Linked DNA regions of Mus musculus: all the other regions are linked to region 1. A link is a contact called in public Hi-C data. All regions are on one chromosome and are shown on one strand. Each heading gives the region's core, a stretch centred on a gene start, on an enhancer-like site or on the middle of the called end of the contact. The rest is flanking DNA. Distances are from core to core; before and after follow the strand shown.

What was found. A called contact is a pair of places that touch in the nucleus more often than the background predicts.
Region 2: a Hi-C map of cortical neurons shows a contact between it and region 1, with 2.9 times the contacts expected there. The contact joins two enhancer-like sites. A contact is called at or near these places in 2 of 484 Hi-C or Micro-C datasets (cerebral cortex and cortical neurons).
Region 3: a contact with region 1 is called in a Hi-C map of cortical neurons, with 2.7 times the contacts expected there. The contact joins two enhancer-like sites. A contact is called at or near these places in 1 of 39 promoter capture datasets (hippocampal neurons), 37 of 484 Hi-C or Micro-C datasets (the HPC-7 cell line, LSK cells, the STO cell line and 24 more) and 4 of 115 datasets of contacts at active chromatin or transcription factors (PVALB interneurons, astrocytes, embryonic basal ganglia and 1 more).

Annotation. Positions count from the first base shown.
Region 1 is chr4:77,645,692-77,649,052 of GRCm38.p6, reverse strand. The region is part of intron 2 of Ptprd (protein tyrosine phosphatase, receptor type, D); the gene reads left to right. Among named protein-coding and RNA genes, the nearest start is that of Gm38646, 340 kb to the right of the region's middle. Within about 2 kb of position 1,387, at least 9 of the 459 cell types and tissues checked have an H3K27ac peak or open chromatin away from gene starts, as enhancers often do. A contact at or near this core is called in cortical neurons and hippocampal neurons, where this site is marked.
Region 2 is chr4:80,202,309-80,205,672 of GRCm38.p6, reverse strand. No RefSeq gene overlaps it. Among named protein-coding and RNA genes, the nearest start is that of Gm32658, 430 kb to the left of the region's middle. Within about 2 kb of position 1,467, at least 16 of the 459 cell types and tissues checked have an H3K27ac peak or open chromatin away from gene starts, as enhancers often do. A contact at or near this core is called in cortical neurons, where this site is marked.
Region 3 is chr4:80,515,745-80,519,102 of GRCm38.p6, reverse strand. All of the region lies in intron 1 of Gm32658 (a long non-coding RNA gene), which reads left to right. Among named protein-coding and RNA genes, the nearest start is that of Gm32658, 110 kb to the left of the region's middle. Within about 2 kb of position 1,467, at least 26 of the 459 cell types and tissues checked have an H3K27ac peak or open chromatin away from gene starts, as enhancers often do. A contact at or near this core is called in cortical neurons and hippocampal neurons, where this site is marked.

The sequences.
Region 1 (3,361 bases), core at 138-2,637:
TGCTGTGAGAACATAGCAACTTTTTAAAAATTATTATGCCTGAGGTACACGTGTCTTGGCAAGGAGTAGTATATATTTCACATGGACTTAGGAAGCTTTAATAATTATGAAAAAGAAGCATTGCCTGAACATTTCTTTTACACAGAGTTTAAATACAAAATTAGTATTTTACTTTCTGTGATTTTCTAATTAAGGCCTATATAGAGTATCTTTCTTCCGTATTTCACTATTTGTGGAGCCCCAAAGCTTTAGCTTCGCTACTATGGAAGCTTTAATATCATTAAAATGAAAGGCACAACAAAATTCTGTCAAGAATATACAGTAAGAGGCTTCTTTGGTGTTAATTTATTTTGTTGTGTTTTCTTACATCACCATTCTATTATTTCCTTATTTAGAACATTAGTTACTAGAACATTTGCTTCTTGCTTGGTTTACTGTATAATGACACTTAGATTTTATAGTATGATGGCACCGTGTTTTTTTTTTTTCCTTCAGATCATATGGATCTTTAATGTTCCCAAACTTTCCAGTGTTCTCAGATGTGGCATAATTTGCTTCTCTTCCAACCTTTACCCTCCTTCAGAGGGCACCAGCTCATGCTACAATCTTCTCAAACTTTCTCTGGGCCTTTGCAAGAGATACATTTCTTAAGATATAATGGGTCAATTCCTTGCAGTTATAGTATATTAAAAAAGCCAATAAGCACAGAAGATGTGTTGTCATGGGGGCTACAATCTAACTGTGTTAGTGCCAAAAGAAAGGACTGCCTTTGAGAAAAGTCATGCACAAGCAGATGAAGCGTGACTAACTGCTTCACTCCAGAGGGATCCTTAAGTGTAAATATTGTGCCACTTTAAGTAAATACACAGGCTTGCTGTAAAAGCCCCCGCCCTAAAGTATGAAGTTGTTGCTAGAGTGTTTACAAGTAGCAATACTAGACATATTCACACATACACACACACACACACACACACACACACACACACACACACACACACACACACCAGAGGGGAGAGAGAGGGGGGGAGGGATAAAGAGACTTTATATAAAATCTACCGTACATGATGTAGGTTCTCCCCACCTTATTAATAGTATCTTGGGGATCTCTCTAGAGCTACAGACTTACTGTGAAAACACAGAGTGGCCCCAGAACACTGTAAAGTTGCTAGTTCTTCACTTTAAAATGTTTTTCTTATAAAAATGTTAGCATTGACCCTGAAGTTTCTGCAGCATTACGTCATCTGGCATATTACAAAAGGGAAGAGCCCGACTAAATGTGGAAAGCAGAGCAGATGCGAAGCATGCGCTGAGCTCCCATGTAGGGCAGCAACTTTGCTTTTGTCATTCCTCTTCCCCCAGGGAAGCAGTCTTCTTTTAATCCAGTTCAGACTGTTCTAAGGCAGCAACTATTTCTGAAAGTGTTGAACATGCAGAGCCAAACTTTCTAAGTATGGGGTACAGGAGGCAGGAAAAACATGATGTATTCTTAAAACCCAGGAAAAAGGAGGAGGCCATACTAGGTGATTGCACAGAGGCCTCCCAGGCCTCTGTTCCATGGTGCTCCCCACACACCTGGGGGAGTAGTGTGATGTGACTCTGTGCTTGCCAATGACATCACCACTTTCTCTACAGATCTTTACTTTTCTTATGTCTACCATGCTACTTTTATATGTTCTTCAAACTTGTTCTCAGACTTGTTCTTGCGTATGCTGTCCATGGTCAGAGCCCACAGCTGCCCTTTAAACTCATGGAACATCTCTGTGATCACTCAAAACTATCCCAGCTGATCATCTCTCCATCAAATTGCTGGTTCTTTGTTGTTCTTTACTTATATTGATTCCCATTAAAAATCAGGTTGAAGAGGTTTCCTTTAATGTAATCTGTTGGCCTTTAAGTGAAAGGAACTCTTGGAAACAGAACTTACTTGCAGGAGATGTGACAATTAATGTAGGCTCTTTTGCCCCTAAGTACAAAGATCTGAGGTATAAGAGAGTTGCATACATGAAATGAAGATTTTCAGAAACTCCTTCCTTGCCAATATAAATTTTGATGGTCTAATTCCTGCCCTCCTATTGAAAATTTTTTCCACATGCTTTCAGTGATATTTAATGGTGAGGATTAATGAAGAAGATGATGCATATCAGTTGGGAACCAATACTAGACTTGACCTATGAAATTAAAATGGAAACAAAGCAGAATCAATGAAGAGACAAGCAAGAATAAAGGTGGACCAAGTGCATCTTGCCTAAAGAGAAGGCTGGACCCACAGGTCAAGGTGGCATGAGAAGATAGCCGAAACATCTTTATATCTAATGTTGCTAACTAGCAAGGAGCAGAACACTGACTCGACCTGTCAGAGACTGCAGGATCAAGAGTTCTTTTTGGCTAGGAGCATGAAAATTGTAAGAGCATAAGAAGAAAGACCAGAAATTCAAAATAAACAGCTCAAAGAACAAGAGGGCTGAGGCTAAAAGGAATGTAAAACAAAGGTCAAAAGCCAGAACACAGCAACTTAGTAGAAAATACAGTCGAAAAAAATATATATGTCAATGGTCTCCCTCACAGGAAAGCTTTTATGTTCTTTGTATCAACGAATAGAAGGCGAGATTTAAGTGTAGAGATAATACACAGCTTGCAGGCAGCTAATGCTTCACTTGGAAACTGGGAACTCTACCTGACTGTGATGGGAACCATCCGAAATGAAGATAGGTTGGCAGTTCTGCTGAGAAAGCATGCAGTTATTAGGATATGGGGTGGTGGTAAAGAGATAACATTTCCGTGCTAGACATTGCCACTGTCTTAGTTCATGTGACCTTGCTTTTAATAATTACGAGCTCAGGAGGAATCTGGTGAAGGTGGTGGGCTGTGGTTAAGTAAAGAGAACAGAATTGCCTGTGGGCACTCAGATGTTATATCTGGCTCTCAGAACCAAATAAACAGGTTAATGATGTGGGAATGTAACTAAGTTCCCCAATGCAATCCTCTGTACTTACAGCACAGTGACTTACACAGGGGTGTCCCTCCATTTTGTTCTCATCTGCAGACACTGTAATTGCTTCCTTAGCTAGCCACACTCAATTTTTAGTTTATAGTCAACAAATACTCAGCCTTTATTCGTGCTAGTTCATAAGGAACATTTTTATAATAAGCAGAGCAAAGGGTATTTGAGTAGTAACATATCTAGGGACAATAGTATCCCATGGCACTTAAAATTAAATTATAAATTTTGTTTTCTGTCTATATTATAGTTTAGATATCTACAGTTGTTGCTGGGATGTGTTAAAAAAAAAAGGCTATATGGTAGGTGAAGTGGGATCTTAAGATTTACATGTTTTCTAGGATATCCATTTAAAATAAAGAA
Region 2 (3,364 bases), core at 218-2,717, 2.6 Mb before region 1:
TCTAGGAAAATTTCATTGGAGTAGTCACAGAAAAGAATATTTAGATTCCAATCCTCATTCCACCCTTTTCTTTTTATTAATATGATGCCTAATGACTATTCCCTGAACAAGACTTATTGTGAATGATACTGACTAACAGAACATTGTCTTCCTGGATTTTGAGGACATGGGATGACATCAGCGCCCATGTAGTGTAAGGAAGATAAGCTCAGTGTGGTGTGGTGAAGACAACTCAAATCCCAATCTGTGATAGCATAACCGAGCATAGGTGATTCTAGCTTCAACCTAGATGGCAACTAATGCCTTCAGCAGTGGAAGAAGACAAATGGAATACCAAATGGCATACTGGCTCAGGAATTCTTTTAAGAAATAAAAAGACAGCTGGGCATGGTGATGCACACCTTTAATCCCAGCACTTGGGAGGCAGAAGCAGGCAAATTTCTGAGTTTGAGGCCAGCCTGGTCTACAAAGTGAGTTCCAGGACAGCCCGGGCTATACAGAGAAACCCTGTCTTGAAAAACAAAACAAAGCAAAGCAAACCAAAAAAAACAAAAACAAAAAAACAAAAAACAAAAACAAGCAAACAAAAAGAAATAAAAATACAATTAAATTGTTAAGTTCAATTTCCTTGTAAGAAACTATAGCGTAGTTTTACATATACATACCAAAATTTATCAATTCAGACAATGTGAATGGACGACTGTGCACATGTGTTTCCATAAAATGTTCAAAGAGGTTTTAAAACTTTTAATAGAGAAATGATAAATATTTGATGAAATTGACAGCTCAAAGGACTCTACACTATCATGTCTTAAAATACATTTTACTCATATATATATATGCTAATGTATGTTAAGATAATTTAAATTATTATAACATTTTCAGAGTTTGGAATGCTTTATTGTTGAAGATTTCCCTATATACTACTATAGAGTGGTTTTTACAGCAGTTACATCATAGAAGTGTGTTCCTCCAATATGGGAGAAAAGAGTAGAAGTAGAGAACCCTGACGCTTCCGCATAATGCCTTCATGAGGTTTGGCTCATGAACACTAACATTCTTCACAGAAATGCGCTAATGATTTCCTGGAGTTTCTGTTGCTTTCAAGCTTTCCTAAGCAGAACAGTAAAAATAGATACGTCTCAGACTAATTTTTTTTTTAATAGAAACCCATCTGCTCTTCTTTCTTAGGAAAGGACGGTTGGTAGGAAATTACACATAGAAAAAAAAATCCCTGCCAAAAGATCTCATGACATTACCTTTCAGGAAATGTATAAAAGGATTTCAAAAACAAGAATGGACTACTATCTTTCTTCAATGACACACTGCTTTCTCTTACAGTTACCATATCAAGGACGATATTTTAGAGGCTGAATTCTGACTCTTTGCAATAACATCACATAACATTTTAAGGCTGGCCTGACATCCTGCAGCTATTTTCCTTTTTCTCCAGTAGAGATGTGAAGGCAGTGGCAGCATCGCGCCCTCTTATTGGCTGCCTTTGAGCATGGGCTACAGCAGTTTCCTACAGAGCTTGACAAAGGAGAAAGGTTGGCAATGAGCAGAGCCTCTGGCATGTGAAAAACAGAAAGAAACATATATGGTTCAGAAATAGCAACGGCTCGCCTGCCAAACCAGCCCTGTGGTGTTCATGCTTCTGCATTACCGGCCTGCCTGCCTCTGAACTCAAAGCAGAGGGGAAATCAGTGGAGCTCTTTCCGTTTTTCAGCAGATTTAAGCTCTTTCCTCTGAATGCCTGTTAATAGAAAAACCATGACCTTCATATCTTTGCAAAAAAAAAAAATGATGCTTCATAGATTTTCTCATTTAATAGAGTCTTCTATGCCCTTGCATATCAAAACAATTTTTAAAAACTTTAAGAAACAGGAAATTAGACTGAAATGTAAGTGTTGATTTTTATATTCTTGGAATGATGAGCATGAAAAATATTGAGCAATACAAATGAATTTTAAGGTACATACTTTATGCTATATGCTTACTTTAAGAATAGTAATATAGTACTGTGTAGCATATATTATTTTTACACTAATGAGGACACTGTTGAATTAAACTATTGAAGGATATACAGACCAACTATTATAAATGGTGAATTTAGGCTCTTCATGAAAACCTACTTTATTATTAAATACAGTCCTTATATATTGTTTCAAAAAATAATTATAGCCAGGCAGTGGTGCTACTTGCCTTTAATCTTAACACTCTGGAGGCAGAGGGAGCTAGGTGGCTGAGTTTAAAGCTAGCCTGATCTGTAGAACGAGTTCTAGGACAACCAGGGATACACAGAAAAACCTTATCTCAACCTTCCCCTACAAAAAAAAGCACATTTATATTTATTTTATGTTTTCATTACCCACTATCTCTTTGGTGTGTGTGTTTGTGTGTGTCTGTGTGTCTGTGTCTATGTCTGGGTGTGTGTATTTCGATATGCATGAGTGTGATGGTCAGGGAACAACTTAGACGAGTTGGTTCTCTCTGTCTACCATGTGTACTCTGGCAATAGAACTCAGGCCATGAACCTTACTGTCAAGTTTTTCTTCCTGATGAGCCATCACTCTGTTCTTCTACTATATACTTTGCTGTCTAAAACTTACTGCAGTAAGCAGTATGAATCATTTAATGCCTATGTATTATTACATACCAGTGTCAATACAAAGACAATTTACCTTCCATGAGATGAGTCTGAACAATACCTCTATAATAAGAGACATTTTAAAGAATATCCAAGTCTACATTTTCAACAGAAATCTTCAGAAATGGTAAGTTACACTGGTCTTCAGGGAATATGGCAGATAGTGAGCCACTTTTAATATGTGTCCTGGCACAAAACCCTTGGCAGGAGTATTGCAATATTTTACCCATCACATTTTGCTTTCTCTTTATCATTCCCAGAATCCTTCACATTAAAAAGGAACAATTAAGGAAATCAAACAGAGCAAGATTAGAAGATGGTGACAAATAAACAGATAAAAAAAATCTAAAGGCACCAAATTTAGAAATACATATCCGGGTCCCTAAGTAAAAGCCTGTTTTCATCTGAAGGCAAAGACAATAAAGACCAAGCAATTGTGACATCAGAATTAGCAGGACAGGACTGCTTGCAAAGGAAACAGAAGGGAGGGAACCTTGGAAAGAACTTTCACACTTTTGCTTCTTGTTTTCCTAGCAACAGAGTGAATGCAGCTTCAACTGCCAAACCTTGCTTCATTTGAGTGAAAGCCCAGCTCTAAGAAAATTGCTTTTAGGTTCCACTAATTGCTTGGCAGTGCAGGCACACACAAATAGATCAAGTCTTTTGTGCTCCTGGAATGCGTCTAATTGTATGCATATGATGGATCTCCTTCAT
Region 3 (3,358 bases), core at 218-2,717, 2.9 Mb before region 1:
TTGTGTATCACTGCCTTAACTTACATAGGTTTTTATTTTAGGCTATATCTGTTCCATCCCTTAAATGTTCTTATTACATGGTAGACATTCAGTACACTGTGTCTAACAATCGTTTGTATGTTTCAGAACAAATTTGGTTCTCATTTTCTTGTAAGGCAAGAGGAACATCAGCCAAGAGCAACTCTGGAAAATTCATGAGTTGGTGTGAATAGTGCCATTCTCCTGAATGTTTCTGAATAAAGGATTTTATTACAGCACATTCCACCTGAATCCCTGCTCCTTCTGTACCAAGCCAGCCATTGCTACAGAAAACTGTGTTGTTAAGGTGTTAAGACATCTGGTTCCAGTCAGTCCCTTCCTCTGCCACACTTGGTTCTCTCCTGGGATTCAATAAAGCTAAGTGCCTGGTGCCTCAGAATCTTTTGTCTTGTTCCTCTGGTAGGGATAATTGCTTGGGGACAAAGGAGGAAAGAGCATGTAATTTCTCACCATTGCTTGAAAATTAGATGCCAACAGCTGACTGAAATCTTGTGAACAATTTTATTTGAAAGCGATGATATCAGTTACCTGTTATATGCTTAAAAGATGCTATTACAAAGACAAAAGTTTTTACTGTTTGAATGTTTATGGTTTTTCAATAAAAGCCTAATTTAAAAAAAAACTAAAGAGACACAGCATTTTCTACACAAAATCATTCTATTGAACAGTAAAGGGTTATTTGCTTTCCCTATTTTTTTTATGGCTACATTGTATGCTGCATTTTATTTATCTGCCTGAACAGAAGGAGTATGGCTGAAATGTTGCATTGAGCCTTTCTTCCAGAAATAAATGTAATGCTGTTTTAGGAGTCATTAAAACAACTTGGCTAGACCTCAAGTTTGAAACCTTTTGACCTACAGTGATGTCATTGCTGGACTTCTTTACTGGTCTTCGTAACGATCAGCAACCTAGGTAGCAAAATATCCTAGGGCTAGGCTGAGCCACTGACTTGCCCAGTAGTTGTTGGGAAAGGCGGTTGCTGATCAGGAGATGCAATGCAGTGTTTTTCAGGCTCTATTAATAGACGAGTGCACAAATTTCACTTAACTACCACTGCTTAGATAGCTCTTTATAATATATTGCTAATTTCATCTTGGCACATTAGCATTATAAGCCTCAAGTTTCTTCTTTAAAAATGTGCTCCCCATCTGCTTCTGCTGTATTTTTGTACAGACATTGCTTCTAAAAGCAGAGGAGTGCTTTTCCTGATTCAAGAAGGTTCACTTAGAGAGAGTAGGAAAACTGAGGCACTCATGTGAATCCCTGAGTTGAAGCACACAGGTTTAGGGTGAGAAGTACTCAAGAGCAAATGACATGGTAAGCTCACTGTCTCAGCCAGCCTCCATGGTAGGTTCACTGAACCCCAGTGCAAACGGTAAATAGTCACATATTCGTCTGAGCCATGGAGGGGATTCTATTTCAAGAACGTCGACCTCATTCTACCATAATCCCTTGCTGCACTGTGCTGAGATCTCAAAGGGACATTGGTCTGACGCCTTCAGGGTATTTTTATTGCTGACACCAGATGGCGCTCGTACATTTTAAATTTTGCTTTGATCGGTCCTGTTTAAAATTTTAGCCACTTTTCAGGAAGATTTTGCTCAAAAGATTAAAGGTCACATATGTGTTCTTTCATGTAAAATCTAATAGAAAACTTTCATCTGTTCTTTAAGAGGCCTCGCCCCCTTTCATACACACAAACATTCACTGGAAAGTATTGTTGGTGAATATTGATTATTGTAGGAATGATTGAGGAAAGCCCACAACCACCTGTGTCTAATCATGTAGAAATTCAATTCGTTTAAAAATCGCTTTAATTTTAAAAATCAATCTTAGTCCGGATTTCATCGTTCTGTTTTATACTCTTGAGGGGCGGGGCACCATAAGAAACTAAGAATTACGTTTATCCATCATCACAGAAAACTGTGTGCAAATGAATTATCTGTGGAGCCTCAGGGACACCTGAGTTTTTCCTCTTACAATCTCGCTTGTTCTGCTTCATTCTTGCATTCCCAGATCAGTGTCTCTTTATTCCACTTAAACCTTCAAACGGATAATGGCATAAAATTAGACTCTGATTACAAGAGCAGCAATTGGGGCTGCTTTGCCCAGCCCCCTTCCTCTTCCTGTGAACAGATTACTTGTGAGAGAAAGGGCAGTTGTGAATTTGTTTTCTTTCCTGTGACTTTATTTGTACTGGATTTTTGCTTGCTGGCCTTGAACCTAGTTCTAAGAAGATCTATTTTTTCTGAGACTTTTAGTTTATTAATGATCTTTAAGATTTTACTGAGTTTTGTAAGACATTGTCCTCATTGCCTTGTGTATCTCTGAAAAACTGACATTTTTTTTTTAATTGGGAATATCCTTTGCTGACTTTAATTTTTTTTTTTTATTATTTATCTCTGTCCTTTGGTAGAAAGTGATGAGGGGAAAAACGTGAAATTACTAAATGTGATTTACAGAAAAGAGGCAATGATTATGTCCTTTATAATTAAGTTGACGAGAAGAGTGAAGAGGGTTTTAAAAACCCTATCTATCCCCAGTGCTAATATGCAAATTGCTCCTCGAAATATAATGAGCACCTTATCTAGTTCATGATATTTCATTTTGAAACTAACATTTTCCCCTCTTAATAGTCCAGAGGGTTATTGACCAAAGCGCATTGATTGACTCTGTTATGCTAATAGTAGCACAAAGAATGCCATAATGGGCTTAGCACCCCAGGCTGCTGCAGAATTTTGATCCTGTCCTTTCCAGAGGAATCTATACAGTCTTTGCAAATAATCCCACATAAGCCACCCAAAAATGTTTTCTTTTGTAAGGGCTTCTTTCTTGGCAGCTCTCCTCTGATTCATTTCAGCAGAATTAAGCTTAAAATTTTCAAAAGGCTTGTTGAAAATTTATCAAGATTAGAGAAACATTAGAGCAGAGAGGGAGCTTTGAGCATTGTTTACAAGTGTCAAAACAAGAGGTCTTTGCTGAGGTCAGTCCCCAAGTCATTCACTGAGCTTAAAGGCCTCTGTCAGCACAGGTTTTCCAGGTGGTGGGGGCTTGTTATGTGGTTTTGTGTGATAAGGTACCAGAGAAGAGAGAATGGCACTATTAGGAGGTATGGCCTTGTTGGAGTAGGTGTGTCGCTATGGGTATGGACTTTAAGACCCCCATTTTAGCTGCCTGAAGTCAGTATTCTGCTAGCAGCCTTCAGATGAAGAAGTAGAACTTTCAGCTCCTCCTGCACCATGCCTGCCTGGATGCTGCCATCTTCCTGCCTTGACTATAATGTAATGAACCTAGACCCAATTTAAGTGTTGCCCTTGTA